5 separate regions of the Sus scrofa genome follow, and all the other regions are linked to region 4. Evidence: chromatin contacts called from public HiChIP or PLAC-seq data. All regions are on one chromosome and are shown on one strand. The core of a region is the stretch at or near the end of the contact, and the rest is flanking DNA. Distances in the headings are between cores, read along the strand shown. Region 1 overlaps FGGY (FGGY carbohydrate kinase domain-containing protein). Region 2 overlaps FGGY (FGGY carbohydrate kinase domain-containing protein). Region 3 overlaps FGGY (FGGY carbohydrate kinase domain-containing protein). Region 4 has its middle 180 kb from the start of JUN. Region 5 overlaps FGGY (FGGY carbohydrate kinase domain-containing protein).

Region 1 (2,700 bases), core at 165-2,664, 530 kb before region 4:
AACATGGGCACAAATGAACCTATCTACAAAAAAAAAGACTCAGATATAGAGAACAGACTTGTGGTTGCCAAGGGGTTGGGAGAGGGAGTGGGATGGACTGGGAGTTTGGGGTTAGTAGATGCAAACTATTACATTTAGAATGGATCATGGATAAGCAATGGGGTCCTACTGTATAGCACAGGGAACTATATCCAGTATCAGGAGATAGACCATGATAGAAGATAATATGAGAAAAAAAATGACTGGGTCACTATGCTATACAACAGAAATTGACTCAACACTGTAAATCAACTATATCCTAAAAAAAACTTAATTAATAAAAAAATCCTATGTCATTCTATGTTCAAAATAAAATACTCATTTTTTAGATGATCTATATTATGATTTCAATCTACTATGGATAACTGGAAATAATGTAAATAATCTATTTTCTCATGTTGTCTCTCTTTATATTTTCCATTTGCAGTTTCTAGCAAACAGTACTTTCTAGTTCTAGTCAAAATGGGAACAGAAGAAAGTTTAGTGGGAAAATCTGACACTGTCATCGATAAAATGAAGATGGAATATTCAGAGGGATGGGCACAGAAATACTAGAAGGCTCTGGAAGAATATTCAGCAGCTCAGACTGTAGTGAGCCTGGGCAGACTTTGTACACTCTCTACTTCGATTTGAAGAAAGAGAAGAGATAATGGGATGAAGAGACAGGAGCAGAGGCAAAAATCCTCTCACTAAGACAGTGGCCAAGATCAGAGTGGGTATGAGACCCTGAAAAGCAGCATCCTCCAGCCTCAGGCCTGGTGCTGAGATACAGAAGTCGGAGATGGAGAAATGTACTTTCCCATCTAGCTATGCTTCTGCAGTTTGAGTAACAAACATTACAAAGGTGGAGTGCAAAGCCCTGGCAGCAAGTGAGCTATGTCTGAATTTCCAGGGCCTGGGAAAACAAATATCTGCTCCATTCCATTGAAGTGAACTTTTGTTCTAAGATAAAATGAGGTTTTTTTTTTTGTTTTTTTTTTTTTTTTACTGCTTTATCTGTTCCTTTGCAGTATCACCCATTGGTATGACAAATCCTAGCTGCTTGCCCAAAGGCAAATTCTTCAGGTAGAACACTTGACAGTTTTCACACGACAGTCAGTGCCAAGGAAGCTATTTGAATGATAGGTTGATTTTCAGCATCCAATTTCCTCAACTTAGAATTCAAGGCTTTTTACATTTGAGCTTCTGACCTGGAAGAGCTGACACTTGTTGATTGCTCACACAGGTCAGGAAATGGCGCCAGTACAGTACAACCACCAGAGGAGGCGCTGTTGTCATCCCCATTTACAGAAGGGAAATCTGAGACAGCAGTTAAGTAACTTGCTCCTAACAAGTGGCAAAGCTGGGAGTTCAGAATCCACACATGGTACACAGCTCTGATTTCCTGGCCCTCTCTCACTGTTTCCTCATACTTGCACAACAAGTTTGCCATACTGAAAAGACCCATGATGGAGTCAGGCTTTTCCACACTCTTTTCACTTTCCATTCCCGCCTCCTGAAATGCTTGTCCCATTTGCACCTCCTACGTGATGCTTCCCTCACTTGTCCTGGCAGAGCTGGTTGATCCATTCCGTGTGCTCTTGTGACACTTCCCTCACATCTGGGAAAGGCAGTGTGAAGGTTACAATGGGATTTTTCTGATGACAGGTCTGCCTTCTCCACCAGCTGCTAAGCTCCTCCAGAGAAAAGACTGGATCATCTTCAGCCTGGCAGCCCCCATGCCCTACATGGCATCTGAGGCCAAGTATGGGTCTAACACATATTTGCTAATTGAATTATCTGCTACCTTGCTTCTTATACCATAAAATGTTCCCTCTCTTCATTGAGGTCAGTTTCCTCAAATGTCACCACTCTGGATTAAACTTTCCAGAACTCTCTGTACTGGCACTCTCTCACTCCTGGCACTCTCTACTGCTTTACACAGACCTGTTCTTAATAACACTTAGCAGTACCTGATAAACACATAATGATGCATATACAAATACACACATGTACACATATGCCCACACATGCACAAACACACATATCCAAATGTGCATATACATATGCACACACACATATGTATACTGGTATACATACATGTACACAAACACATATGCACAAGCATTCAGCCGTACATGCACATTGCTGAGCATGCCAATAGAGGCACATCTGTGCACACATATGCACAAACACACACATATACACATGCACAGACAGATGTGCACATAAACATATATGTGGATACACAAGCACACATGTGCATGCATACTCTGTATGCATGCATACTGTGTATATAAAAATATTCATGAGTATGTTTCTATGGGAGGTTATGGACACTCCCAACAAGAAGGAAGCTTCATAGGAGCAGGAACTTGTCTCTATTCACCACTATGTCCAAACATCTACAACAATGCCTGGCACATAAAAGGAAAATATCACGTATTTTTTAAAATAAAAGAATGACTTCGCCTTGAACACTTCTATCATTCATAATACACATTCGTTTAGATCCCATCAATCATAGCTAAATATACACGGCACTGCCAGACACTAAAGAGCTTTACAGAATGTCGCTCATTTATTCTTCAAACAACTCTATGAGGTGCGTGCAAGTACTATACCCATTTCAGAGAGGAAAAAAACTGAGGCATGAAGTATCAAGCAACTTCCCAAGGTCAC
Region 2 (2,700 bases), core at 65-2,564, 550 kb before region 4:
AGCCAGAGTCATGACCTAAGCCGCAGCTGCAGTAATGCCGGAGCCCTAACTCACTGGTCTGGGCTGGGGATCAAACCTGTGTCCCAGTGTTCCCAAAAATGCTGCTGACCCTGTTGTGCCACAACGGGAGCTCCAGGAAAGCTTTTTTTTTTTTTTTTTTGAAGGGCTGCGAGAAAGTCTGGCACCAAGTCCTCTCAGGTAGTGGCCTTGGACCCTCCCAGGCAGGTAATCACTGTGTCCTTTCTGCCCAATAATATGAGGGCTGATGACAGAGACTAAGCCTTGAAAAGGGCTCACTTCATATGAAGCACATTATATTGCCTCAAATCACCTTCATGATACTATGAGATATGTATTATACTTCCCACATCTCGCACAGGAAGGATCTGGGGCCCGGAGGTGTGAAGTGCCCAGCCCAAGGGCCCATCCTTAGCTCATGGAGGATGTGGGATTGGAAACCAGTCTGGAAACACAGCCCCACCACCCCTGCAAAATGAAAACCCCCGATGCCATGCCTGGTACCTACCAGATGCTCAGTATCACAGGCTCAATCTGCATCTATACTGTGGAGCCTTTTACTGTCATACCTATTATAATTCCATCTCACCAATGGGAGGCCCTATGTTATCCTAGTGTCCCCAGGATTTGCCACAGTCCCAGACACAAGGGCAGAGGATCCATGAATAAGTCAATGTATCGATATTTACGCAACCAAAATATTTTATGGTACAAGACGATCACTGGTCCCTACGGCAGCTAAACAGTTTCGCATCATATGTACCCTCCATTGTCACAGGGCCTCTGCCCTCGACTGCATCTCAGACCCCACTCTAATCCTTACTCATGCCCCCGCCGCTCACTCCCCCATTTGCCCTCCTCCTCCTCCACCACTCTCGCCCCTATTTTACTTATCTGGGAAAAATTCAAGGAGTCGTCCATCTCAGTTTAACAGAGTAATGACTTTTAAATAAAAATATGGTAGAAATGGGTACTTATCGAAATGGAATGCTTTCAGACTCATGCATTTAAAGAAGATATAAATTTTAGGGCAGGCACTAAATTTTAGCTGCAATCTTGGAGAAAGCCTTTCTACTAATTCATGGAGAAAAATTAGCAAAGTGAAAATTGCTTATCAGTGTTCTTTCAAAGTCGTGATATGCAGCCTAATTCTATACATCACCAGGGCGCTCCCAGGGAGATGGATTTATATTGATTGAGAGAGAGCTCAGTGGCCAAGGAAAACAGACACCCCTTTGCAAAGAAGACGCAGCTACCCATTGGGGACAGATTGTCTGGGAGCGAGGCGTTGCCATCTCTGGATCCGATTTCACCCCTCAAGCCATGGGTTCTCTGGCCAGGGTGATGTTAAAGGCAGACTCTACCCTTTTCACACTTTTTAAGAATTTGGCCCCTGGAAAAGGGTCTGGCAAATCTAATAAGCAAGGCTATTAGTGGGAAGGCTGGGCTTCCAGCTAGATAAACCACGGTGTGTGTGTGGTGGGGGGGCAGGAAGGGAGGAGCTGAGGGGCAAAGGGGCCAGCGGTTCCCTCCTCCCAGGCTGGCCATCCTCCCGAGTGTGGCAGCCCCGCCCTCACCCGGCAGACTCACCCCCATGTGACAAGAAGATGTTCCACAGATGACAGCCAGCCGTGACGTCACTGGCTGTCCCTCACAAGCGAGGCCGTGCCCCCTCACATCTGCTCCAATCACTCCTGTGAGAAAGCAAAACAAAACTCTCTTAGAAAAAGGAGAAGGAAAGAAAGCTAAAACAAACATAATGATACTCTCTTTTTTATACCAAAGGACGTTGAGACCACGTCTCAAACAGACGTGCAGACCAGTCTCAAACAGAAACCAAAAGGGCTCACTGGTCAGCCTGGGCAACCAGGAAACCTGTTTTTGGCTTTCAGCGTCAGTGTATGGCATCCAACACTGGAATAATAAGTCACTGTCATTAGAATAATAAAGGCACCCGCTATCAGTGATTTTTTTGCTCACAAAATCCCAGACACTCTGCTGATGTTTATATGTACGGTCTCATTTTATAGGAAGCCTATCAAGCTGAAATGATGAATGGCACACATCAGCAGAGGAATGAAGGCTCATCTATGGGCTGAGTGACCCGTCCAAGGTCACACTGCTGGGAAGGGGCAGGGCGGAGGGGACTCTGGTTTGACACATCACATTTCCATCTCACTGAAGGCGACAGAATCCTCTGATGATCAGATCTCTGGGTCACCATCCTCAGTACTGCTCATCCCAGAACTTGGAATAAAGGACAGAGTGACTGACAGTCAGTGTCTGTTGAAAGAACGCCAGGTAGCAGAGAGTTTCCCATAAATGGTATAAGCTCAGGCGGCTTTGCACGGAGTGTGTTCCTTGATACTTGCTGGGCAAGTGAAGTTACAAGTGTGAGGGCAGAGTCAGACTGTTTAGAGCCCGGAGTCACCCATCATTTATCCAAATACCCATAAGCACCTTCTACCCATAAAATGATACACGGGGCGTGTTCTTTGATACTTGTGGGCAAGTGAAGTTACAACTGTGAGGGGAGAGTCAGAGAGAGTGTTTAGAGCCTGGAGTTGCCCGTCATTTATTCAAATACCCAGCAAGCACCTTCATGATACATTGGGTAGGATGTGGGAGCCACAACCACGCAAACCTTTCCAACGAGGTCACAGCAGGAGGTGGAAAGTGCTG
Region 3 (2,700 bases), core at 20-2,519, 700 kb before region 4:
TGGATCCTGCATTGCTATGGCCCTGGCGGAGGCTGGCGGCAGCAGCTCTGATTAGACCCCTAGCCTGGGAACCTCCATATGCCATGGGAGCGGCCCTAGAAAAGACAGAAAAACAAACAAAACAAACACAAACAAAAGAACGTTGGGTCCTTAATCCGCTGAGCCACAGAGGAACTCTGAGTTCTGGTTGCTTTTAATGATAAATTATAATAATTACATCAGGACATAAGACTGGGCTAGGTCTGTCCAGGGTGTGTTGTCATCCATGGTGGATGGAGCTGTTACTTCTATGGAGCTGTTGCTGCTGCGAGTCTTAGAGAAATCATCTCTCTGGGGCCGTAGGTAACTGAGAAGTTTCAGACTTTGAATTATGATTTTGATGCCCTTATTCTGTGTTGCCTCTTATCACAGACTCCACCAGACTGTGGACTTCACAAAAGCAAAGCTATACTTAGAAAATACTAAAATATGCAATGACTGCTAACCGTAGGCCTCTCTGATGCCAGCAGCTGGGGAAGAGGCTGCATTGACACAATCAGGAAGGCTATCTTCTTGGAAGCCCAGCTCAGGAGTTCCCAACTCTGGATCACCACAGTATCCAACCTCTGGAGACCTACAAAGAATTGTCAGCTTCTTGTTTTGCCATATGAAGACCTTAAAACAACCCCTCACACTACTCACCATTTACTCTGAACATTCTGTCATAACACAAAAGAAGTTTTAGCATTAAAAGGTTAAAAAAAAAAAGAGGTTACCATGATCTCAGAATATAGGGAAATCACTTAAACTGATTATATCTAGCTGTGTTAAAATGTCCATATACTGCCCTGTTTTTTAATTTCTCTTGAACTGGTGAAACTTTGTTAAGGACCTGCAGTGAGGATATGTCACCTGCAGAGTCCCCCGGGGCTCCACACCAGGAAGGGCTCAAGCTTGGGGTCTGGTGATCTGAAATCCCTGTTTTGAAAGTCTTCACTTTATCTCTGAATGTATGCTTTGTGGATGCAGGCTGATGGGACAAGGGAACATGTGCTGGTGGCCCTGAGGCTGCCTTTCCCTTTCCAGGACCAGTTCTTGGCTAACTGCTCCCTGCCTTCTGGCACTTTACTCACAACCCCACTGCTGACCTTGCAGTCCTGGAGGGGCAACAGGGTTACATGGGCGGGGGTGGGGGTGGGAAGAGTAGCCGAATGCACAGGCCAGGTCATGAGACAGGTATCTCAGGGTGGAGCAAGCAGTGGCTCTCCCCACTACTCCCCATTGCTATGGAGAGCTGGGTGGGTAAATGGGAAGCTGGAAACCCTTGGGGGTCCCCTGTCAGCCATGAGTGATTTCCCTGCCCCCGGCCAGGGGCCCACATTTTCATCTTGTACCGTATCCCACCAATTACGTAGCTGGTTTTGCCTGCCATAGCCCTCTGATGAAGTTAAGAACTACCAGACTAGCTGAGGGACCCTTGCCGTGAAATATCTCCTCCACTCCTCTCCTTGTATGTAGATTCTCTGAGTAACGGCCTTGGTTCCCAGACTTCCCAATGGAAGTCAAATGTCCCCAGAGGTTAACACTGGTCTGTTGGAACCATTTCATGCTTGGCCTGGACTCGTGGTTAATTGTCAATCTCATCATCCTCCATGGGAGGGTGGCTCTTCAAGTGTAGAAAGCACTCTTCCACTGTGTGTGTGTGTGTGTGTGTGTGTGTGTGTGTGTGTGTGTACACACTAATCTTACCTTCTCTGGCCTGCTGAACTTGAAAGAGCTTATACTTTGGATTTTCACACAAATCCAGGTTCAGATTCCAACTCTCTTACTTTCTGGCCACGTGGCTTTGACTCAGTGATTTGCCTTCCTAAACTAGTTCCTCATTTGTACATGGAGATGACAGTATCTACCTATCTCACATAGCCTACGTTTAAAAAGTAAAGGTGGTTATAGAATTCAGTTTGTGATCAAGTGAGCAGTTCGCATTTGTCCCTTTCCCCTTCCTCGTCTGCCCCCTGGAGATGAGGACTGATGCTCGGGGAGGCCGTGTCTCACCTGGGAAACCGCCCAACAGGGGCTGAGCCAGGTATCTTCCTGGCTCAGGGGCCTGTCCACTGTTCAAGAGGCAGCACTGCCAAGCAGGAAAAAGTCCTGGGCAGGTGAGCGGCAGTAACTCTAGAAACCCCAGAAGCTGCTTCTCAAGGAGCTAGATTTGGGCCCACAGGACTAGTTAGTTTTGACAGGTGGGCCCACAGGACTAGTTAGTTTTGACAGGTGAGAGGAAATCCTGCAATGGGGGGACAGACCTACAGCGGAAGGTAGAGAGCATCCAGGACAAACATGACCTTCTGCCCATCTTTCCCACATCCGAGCCGTGCCCTTTGGAGAGGCTGACAGAAAGTTTGTAACCGTGATGGAAAGGTTCAGGAGGACAGCATTAGATGTGTTTTAGACTAAGAATTAGGAGGCCTAGATTCTTTTTATTTTCTTTTTTCCCTTTTTTTTAACAGCTGCATTTGGAAGTTCCCAGGCTAGGTGTCCAATTGGAGCTGCAGCTGCCAGCCTATGCCACAGCCACAGCCATGCGGGATCCAAGCCTCATCTGAGACCTAAGCCACAGCTCATGGCAATGACAGATCCTTAACCCACTAGGCCAGGCCAGGGATCGAACCCATATCCTCATGGGTCCTCAGCTGGGTTTTTAACCCACTGAGCCACAAT
Region 4 (2,700 bases), core at 189-2,688:
CTCCTGTCCAGTGATATTGGGCTTTATCATGGGCAAAGGAATGATGGGCAAAAGGGGGAAATGACGGCATGGCAGTTCTGGGCTGAAATTTTAAGAGGTATTACCTGTTTCATTACATTTTTGTCTGCTTACTTGCTCATTTACCATGCAAGGAGTAACCAGAGGCTACCTTTCACCCTAGCTCACAGGATGAGACAAATGCAACAGACCCACACCTGACCCACAGCCCCAGTTAAGCTGAAGCTGGAACCCAAGCTACCCAGCCAACCCACAAACCCAAGAGTGAGAAGAAAAAAATTTTTTATTTTATTTTATTTTTATTTTTTGCTTTTTTAGGGTCACCCCCATGGCATATGGAAGTTCCCAGGCTAGGGGTTGAATCAGAGCTATAGGTGCCAGCCTACACAGCCACAGCAACGTGGGATCTGAGCAGTGTCTGTGACCTACGCCACAGCTCAGGACAATGCCAGATCCTTAACCCACTGAGTGAGGCCAGGGATTGAACCCGTATCTTCATGGATCCTAATCAGGTTTGTTAACCACTGAGCCATAAAAGGAACTCCCAAGAAAAAATTCTTATAGTTGTAAGTGACTGAGTCTTGGGTGGCTTGTTACCTAGCATTATTGCAGCAATAGCTGACTCATACACCTCCATGAATGAATACAGCCAAGCCAGGGCCCCTCCACTTTTGTCTGCCTGTGAGAACCTGCTAGACCCCCTCTCCACCGTCCTTTGGGTCCCAGCTACACTTAACTGAGAGACCTTGTCTCCAACGGTATTCTGAGATCTTTACTTGTGCACGTTTCTTTTTCTTATTTTGGACACTGAGCTGCTTTGGGGTAGGGAACTGCCTTTTGCATCCCCAGACCTCCAGCGCCGAGCACAGTGCCTGGTACAAAATAGGCTGTCAGTAAATATGAGCTGACTTTTAACTAAACTAAATGGAGTGGCCCCAAATATCATCAAGGGCTAAAGTATTTTAAAGTACTCTTTCTACATTGTTTTTAAAAAGGGTCTTGAGGCTAAATACATAAATAATAAAGAGATACACTTTGAAAAATACGTCTACATAAACACATATGTAGGCAAACAAACTTATGCCAAACACAACTGGGAGCTTTCTGCAGACTAGTCTCCCATTTAAGGCCTGTAATTTCCCTCTTGGCCGACACTGGCTTTGGCTTGGACTGTGTTTCACAGACTCCTGGCAGGCAGCCTGCTGGGTTTGTGTTTAGATTTTTTTTTTCCTTTCATCAGGCCTGAAACTGAAGCCACAGACCTTTCTGAAACCTTCTCTTAGCTGTAGCTGTCATGCTTCAGGTCACCTGCTTATCCCTCCCAGGTCATGTGGATCCATAATGTGTCCAGAGGTCCAGGGACAAGCTGGCAAGCAGTGGAGTCCCTTCCAGAAGGAGACAAAGGAAGGCAGAGGAGGAACCAACGAGTCCGGAAAGTACGACCCAGACCAGGCCTCCACCCTCCCAGAGCCAACTGTATCTGATGGCCTAGCCTGCTGGCCAGCTTCTGGCATCAAAGAGGTAGGGACCCTGGAGGGGAACTGAGGCCCATGAAAACAAAACAAAATAAGCGAAGTTGTGCTGGTGACATGGGCGAAGCTTATATGCACCTAAGTCCTGGGGGAGCTCTAGGGTCAGACACAGGTCATATTTAGATCCTGGCTCTTCCAATATCTCCTGGGCCAGTGACTTAACTCTCTGAACCCAATTTCCTCATCCATGAACTGGATTGCACCTACCTCGCAGGCCAGTGTCAAGATTACATGAGTTCATACACGTGATGGGCCAAGCACTTTGTAGAAAATTAATCTGCGGTGAGTTTTGTTTTCACAACAGACCTTTCATCTGTCGGGACGTGTCCAGTCTTATCTGCTCCCCATTCCATCTGCAGTGCAGTCTCCTCTGTGGCTGCCTCTCCAGCCTGTGCTTGCAGGGTCTCAGGGCAGCCTGCCCCCTTATAGAGAGATTCTCATTACTAGAAAGTTCTACCTCAGTCTGACCCTGAAGAGAATCTAACAGTGATCTCTCTGGAGCTTTCACTCATGGCCCCTTTCCACTCAAGGGCCAGTAAAAACGAGTCTACACCCTCACCCTCAGTGCAACCTTCTCTGTAGGCAAGGATAGCTCTCAGGCCCTTCTTGAGGTGCCTCCAGAATTCTTCAAGGCTTTACACACACACACACACACACACACACACGCGCGCGCACACACGCATGTGGTGTCTAAGCAATTACAAGGACTACACAGAAACAAATAAGGGACATATAGCCCAAACTTGGAAGGTCCAGGAGGCTTCTTAGAGGAAGGTAGTTGAGAGTGAATAGTTGCTATGAATTGGTTGTGCAAAGCCCTGCAGCTACTAGTGAAGAAATAGACTCTCTGCCCTGGCAGTGGGTGATGGTTGATGCCTCTAGCTAGACATCATTGTTGAATTTGTGTTGATTTTCTACTATTCAAATGCCTCTTTCCGGGCCCAGTTTCCTCAGTAGGCTTGGCCCAGTACTTCCAACGGATGTTTTTCCATTCCCTTCTTACGCAGACAGAGAAGCCAGGTTTGTGTCCAGGCTCTGCCACTCACAAGCTGGGCGACCCAAGCCCAGTCAGATCACCTCTCTGAGCCTCCATTTCCACACTGGAAAATGGAGAAGACACTGCCTACGCCCAGGGCTGGCGTGTGGATGG
Region 5 (2,700 bases), core at 161-2,660, 580 kb before region 4:
TTCAGAGTAACAGTGTTCAGCTGTGGGCTATGGCCAGGAGGCAGCTTCTGTTACAACAGATCCTCTGTATGTGAGGCAGGCCTGATTTTAACCCTTGGCTAGGCCAAGGCTCTTTGGTATATGAGAATGGATCAGGGCCCATCTGGATTTCCTTAGAAAAAAAGGATATGGGGGTGGAAGTAGAATGGGGGGCGGTGTGGAACAGCTATCTGTAAAATATAAAATCTCCGACCTGATGAAGGACAGGGTTACAGTTCTTTGGGCGTAGTTTAAATAGAGTTTCTGTTATTCATCAGTTGTCTATTTAACTCACAATGTAACAAATGACAATCACAATGTGTTTTTTTTTTAAAGCCTTACAAATAAAGGGGAGGGGAAGGGGAAGGGGAAGGAAGGCAGCTAACATTTGCTAAGCAGCTACTATGTGCTGATAATTTAGACATATTCTCAGACAGAGTCTTCCTGATAATTCTGCCACTCCCTTTGGTTTATAGATAAAGAAGTCAGTCATGGCTCACAAAAATTCAAAGCCTTGTTCATGGTCACCCAAGTGCCAAGTGGCAGAAGGGAAATTTGATCTGGGTCTGCCTGACCCCCCCAAAGCCATGGTCTTCCTTCTATAGCTGCTTCTTTGGGAACCAGGAAAGTTAGATGAACGCAAAAAGATCACAGCCCTTCCCCTAGCCTGGTTCTAGTTTGGGCTGTGGGTTTACAGAGAGGGCGCCAGGGTACTGGGCGAGGGAAAGAGCAAACCAAGCCTGGTTGCTGGAGACCAGTGTGCTTCCCTAAGATTCTGACTTCCTCACTCTCTCCACTCATCATGCAGCAATCAGACACAAGATTAAATGAAACTGGCCACCAGGGCCAGCCTGGCTTCCAGGATGTGTGAATTCCGGCAGGACGCTCTGTGTGCTGATACCCTCGGTGTGTGGCGTGGGCCCATTCGTCATTGGCACAGCAATTTGAGACTCTGGCTCTCACCTGAGGGACAGATGTCAGGGTTAGGAGTCAGAGCTATTTTTCCACTTCACTGGCCTGCTTGCAGAGGGCGGTGACTGAGCACTCAGCCATGGTAGGCAAAAATACTCCTCCACCCTCCAGGCCTGCCTCTGGGGGGATACAGAGAGGTGGGTGCTGGTTCATGAGGCCTAGGGGCTGGTGAGACTGCTTCTTTAAGGACCAAGAGTGCCACAAAGAAGAGACACTTCGTTCAGCCAGGCTGGGAATCGCAGCCCAGACAGCAAAGTATGAGACCCTGATGAATCTTGGTTTCTTCCATGTCAGTGACAGACAAGAATATTCACCTTCCAGAATGTTCGGGAACATTAGAGGCAACATAGAGAAATCCCTGACATGCCGCAAGCACCCAGTAAATAATCAACAAGTGAGAGCTGATTATTTAACTTTTTGAACCAGGAAATGTTAAGCCAGGAAATATTTAACCTACACTTTTCTGAGTGAAGCAGGCAGACAGGCCCGGTTCATCCTTGTAAAGTGAGAATAACGGAGGTGCCGGCAGAGGGTGTGGATATCTGGAGATACAGTAGGTTTCAGATGGTAGAAATCTGGGTCTTTGTTTGTTTTAGGGCCACATGTGAGGCATATGGAGGTTACCTGGCTAGGGGTCAAATCGGAGCTGCAGCTGCCTGCCACAGCAACTTGGGATCAGAGCCGTGTCTGCAACCTACACCACAGCTCACAGCAGCTCGGGATGCTTAACCCACTGAGCGAGGCCAGGGATCGAACCCACATCCTCATGGATACTAGTCGGGTTTGTTACTACTGAGCCACATGGGAACGTCTGGGTCTCCTTTCTTAGGCCAGACCAAGAGGATCGCTTGGATCTCAAGTTGTATCCCTAATGGGTTGATGGTTTAAAAAAAATAAAATAATGTTTACCCTTGAGGCATTTCTGTTAATTGAGGCTTTGCACTCATCTGTGAAGAGTTTCCATAGCTGCCTTCTAGGGTTGTGGGGAAAATACCTGGGCCCTTCAAAGAATCAAGATTCTGGGAAACAGAGACACGTCACACATTTCCTTTGCAAACAATTAACTGAGCCCGTACTATGTGTTAGGTCCTGGAGAAACACAGATGAAGAAAAAGATATTTTCTTTGCCTTAGTTTTTGGTGTAATCGTGATTGACGTCTGACAGCTAATCCCCAAATGGCAAGAGACTCTGTTAAGCACCTCAATAAAGGGCTAAATTCTTAGCCCAATAATGGCTTGAAGTGGGTGTTATGATTTGGCTGGAATGTAGAATATATGGTAAATAACAAAAACATCACACAAATGGTGAATTGGCACATGCTGTGATGTGAGCAAAAGACTGGGTGAGTAGCTTTTCTTGCACAATTTCATGTTAATTACCACAGGCCTGTAAGGTAGGTATCTACATTCCCACTTTACAGATGAGGGAACTGAGGCTTAGAGAGGTTCTCTAACTTGCCCAAGGTCACGCAGCCATGGAGCAGGATGTGCAAATAATAGATGTGAGACCCAGGAGTCCAGGGTAGGCAGAGGTCAGATGATGAAAATCCATTCATGACATGCTAAGATGCAGGAATTGTTTTTCTTGAAGGCAACAGGGGACATAATCCCAATTTACGTTTCGGTTGCTTTTTAGCCGGAAGTCCACAATCCTACCACTGCGCCCTCTCAAGCACGTATTCAGGATTACCAGGGGCCAAACTTACACAA

What was found. HiChIP or PLAC-seq counts read pairs in DNA pulled down with a chosen protein or histone mark.
Region 1: a contact with region 4 is called in an H3K27ac HiChIP or PLAC-seq map of skeletal muscle, with 6 times the contacts expected there. The contact joins two enhancer-like sites. A contact is called at or near these places in 3 of 47 Hi-C or Micro-C datasets (liver, psoas muscle and skeletal muscle) and 2 of 2 datasets of contacts at active chromatin or transcription factors (alveolar macrophages and skeletal muscle).
Region 2: an H3K27ac HiChIP or PLAC-seq map of skeletal muscle shows a contact between it and region 4. The contact joins two enhancer-like sites. A contact is called at or near these places in 2 of 2 datasets of contacts at active chromatin or transcription factors (alveolar macrophages and skeletal muscle).
Region 3: a contact with region 4 is called in an H3K27ac HiChIP or PLAC-seq map of skeletal muscle. The contact joins two enhancer-like sites. A contact is called at or near these places in 1 of 47 Hi-C or Micro-C datasets (embryonic fibroblasts) and 2 of 2 datasets of contacts at active chromatin or transcription factors (alveolar macrophages and skeletal muscle).
Region 5: an H3K27ac HiChIP or PLAC-seq map of skeletal muscle shows a contact between it and region 4, with 5 times the contacts expected there. The contact joins two enhancer-like sites. A contact is called at or near these places in 3 of 47 Hi-C or Micro-C datasets (psoas muscle and skeletal muscle) and 1 of 2 datasets of contacts at active chromatin or transcription factors (skeletal muscle).

The regions. Positions count from the first base shown.
Region 1 is chr6:152,975,602-152,978,301 of Sscrofa11.1, forward strand. The region is part of intron 7 of FGGY (FGGY carbohydrate kinase domain-containing protein); the gene reads right to left. Among named protein-coding and RNA genes, the nearest start is that of FGGY, 240 kb to the right of the region's middle. Within about 2 kb of position 1,415, at least 11 of the 83 cell types and tissues checked have an H3K27ac peak or open chromatin away from gene starts, as enhancers often do. A contact at or near this core is called in liver and skeletal muscle, where this site is marked.
Region 2 is chr6:152,959,182-152,961,881 of Sscrofa11.1, forward strand. FGGY (FGGY carbohydrate kinase domain-containing protein) reads right to left here. Exons shown (of 16, transcript XM_021097811.1): 8 at 1,609-1,712. Among named protein-coding and RNA genes, the nearest start is that of HOOK1, 250 kb to the left of the region's middle. Within about 2 kb of position 1,315, at least 29 of the 83 cell types and tissues checked have an H3K27ac peak or open chromatin away from gene starts, as enhancers often do. A contact at or near this core is called in skeletal muscle, where this site is marked.
Region 3 is chr6:152,808,347-152,811,046 of Sscrofa11.1, forward strand. The region is part of intron 14 of FGGY (FGGY carbohydrate kinase domain-containing protein); the gene reads right to left. Among named protein-coding and RNA genes, the nearest start is that of HOOK1, 100 kb to the left of the region's middle. Within about 2 kb of position 1,270, at least 3 of the 83 cell types and tissues checked have an H3K27ac peak or open chromatin away from gene starts, as enhancers often do. A contact at or near this core is called in skeletal muscle, where this site is marked.
Region 4 is chr6:153,506,208-153,508,907 of Sscrofa11.1, forward strand. No RefSeq gene overlaps it. Among named protein-coding and RNA genes, the nearest start is that of JUN, 180 kb to the right of the region's middle. Within about 2 kb of position 1,439, at least 28 of the 83 cell types and tissues checked have an H3K27ac peak or open chromatin away from gene starts, as enhancers often do. A contact at or near this core is called in liver and skeletal muscle, where this site is marked.
Region 5 is chr6:152,927,526-152,930,225 of Sscrofa11.1, forward strand. All of the region lies in intron 8 of FGGY (FGGY carbohydrate kinase domain-containing protein), which reads right to left. Among named protein-coding and RNA genes, the nearest start is that of HOOK1, 220 kb to the left of the region's middle. Within about 2 kb of position 1,411, at least 14 of the 83 cell types and tissues checked have an H3K27ac peak or open chromatin away from gene starts, as enhancers often do. A contact at or near this core is called in skeletal muscle, where this site is marked.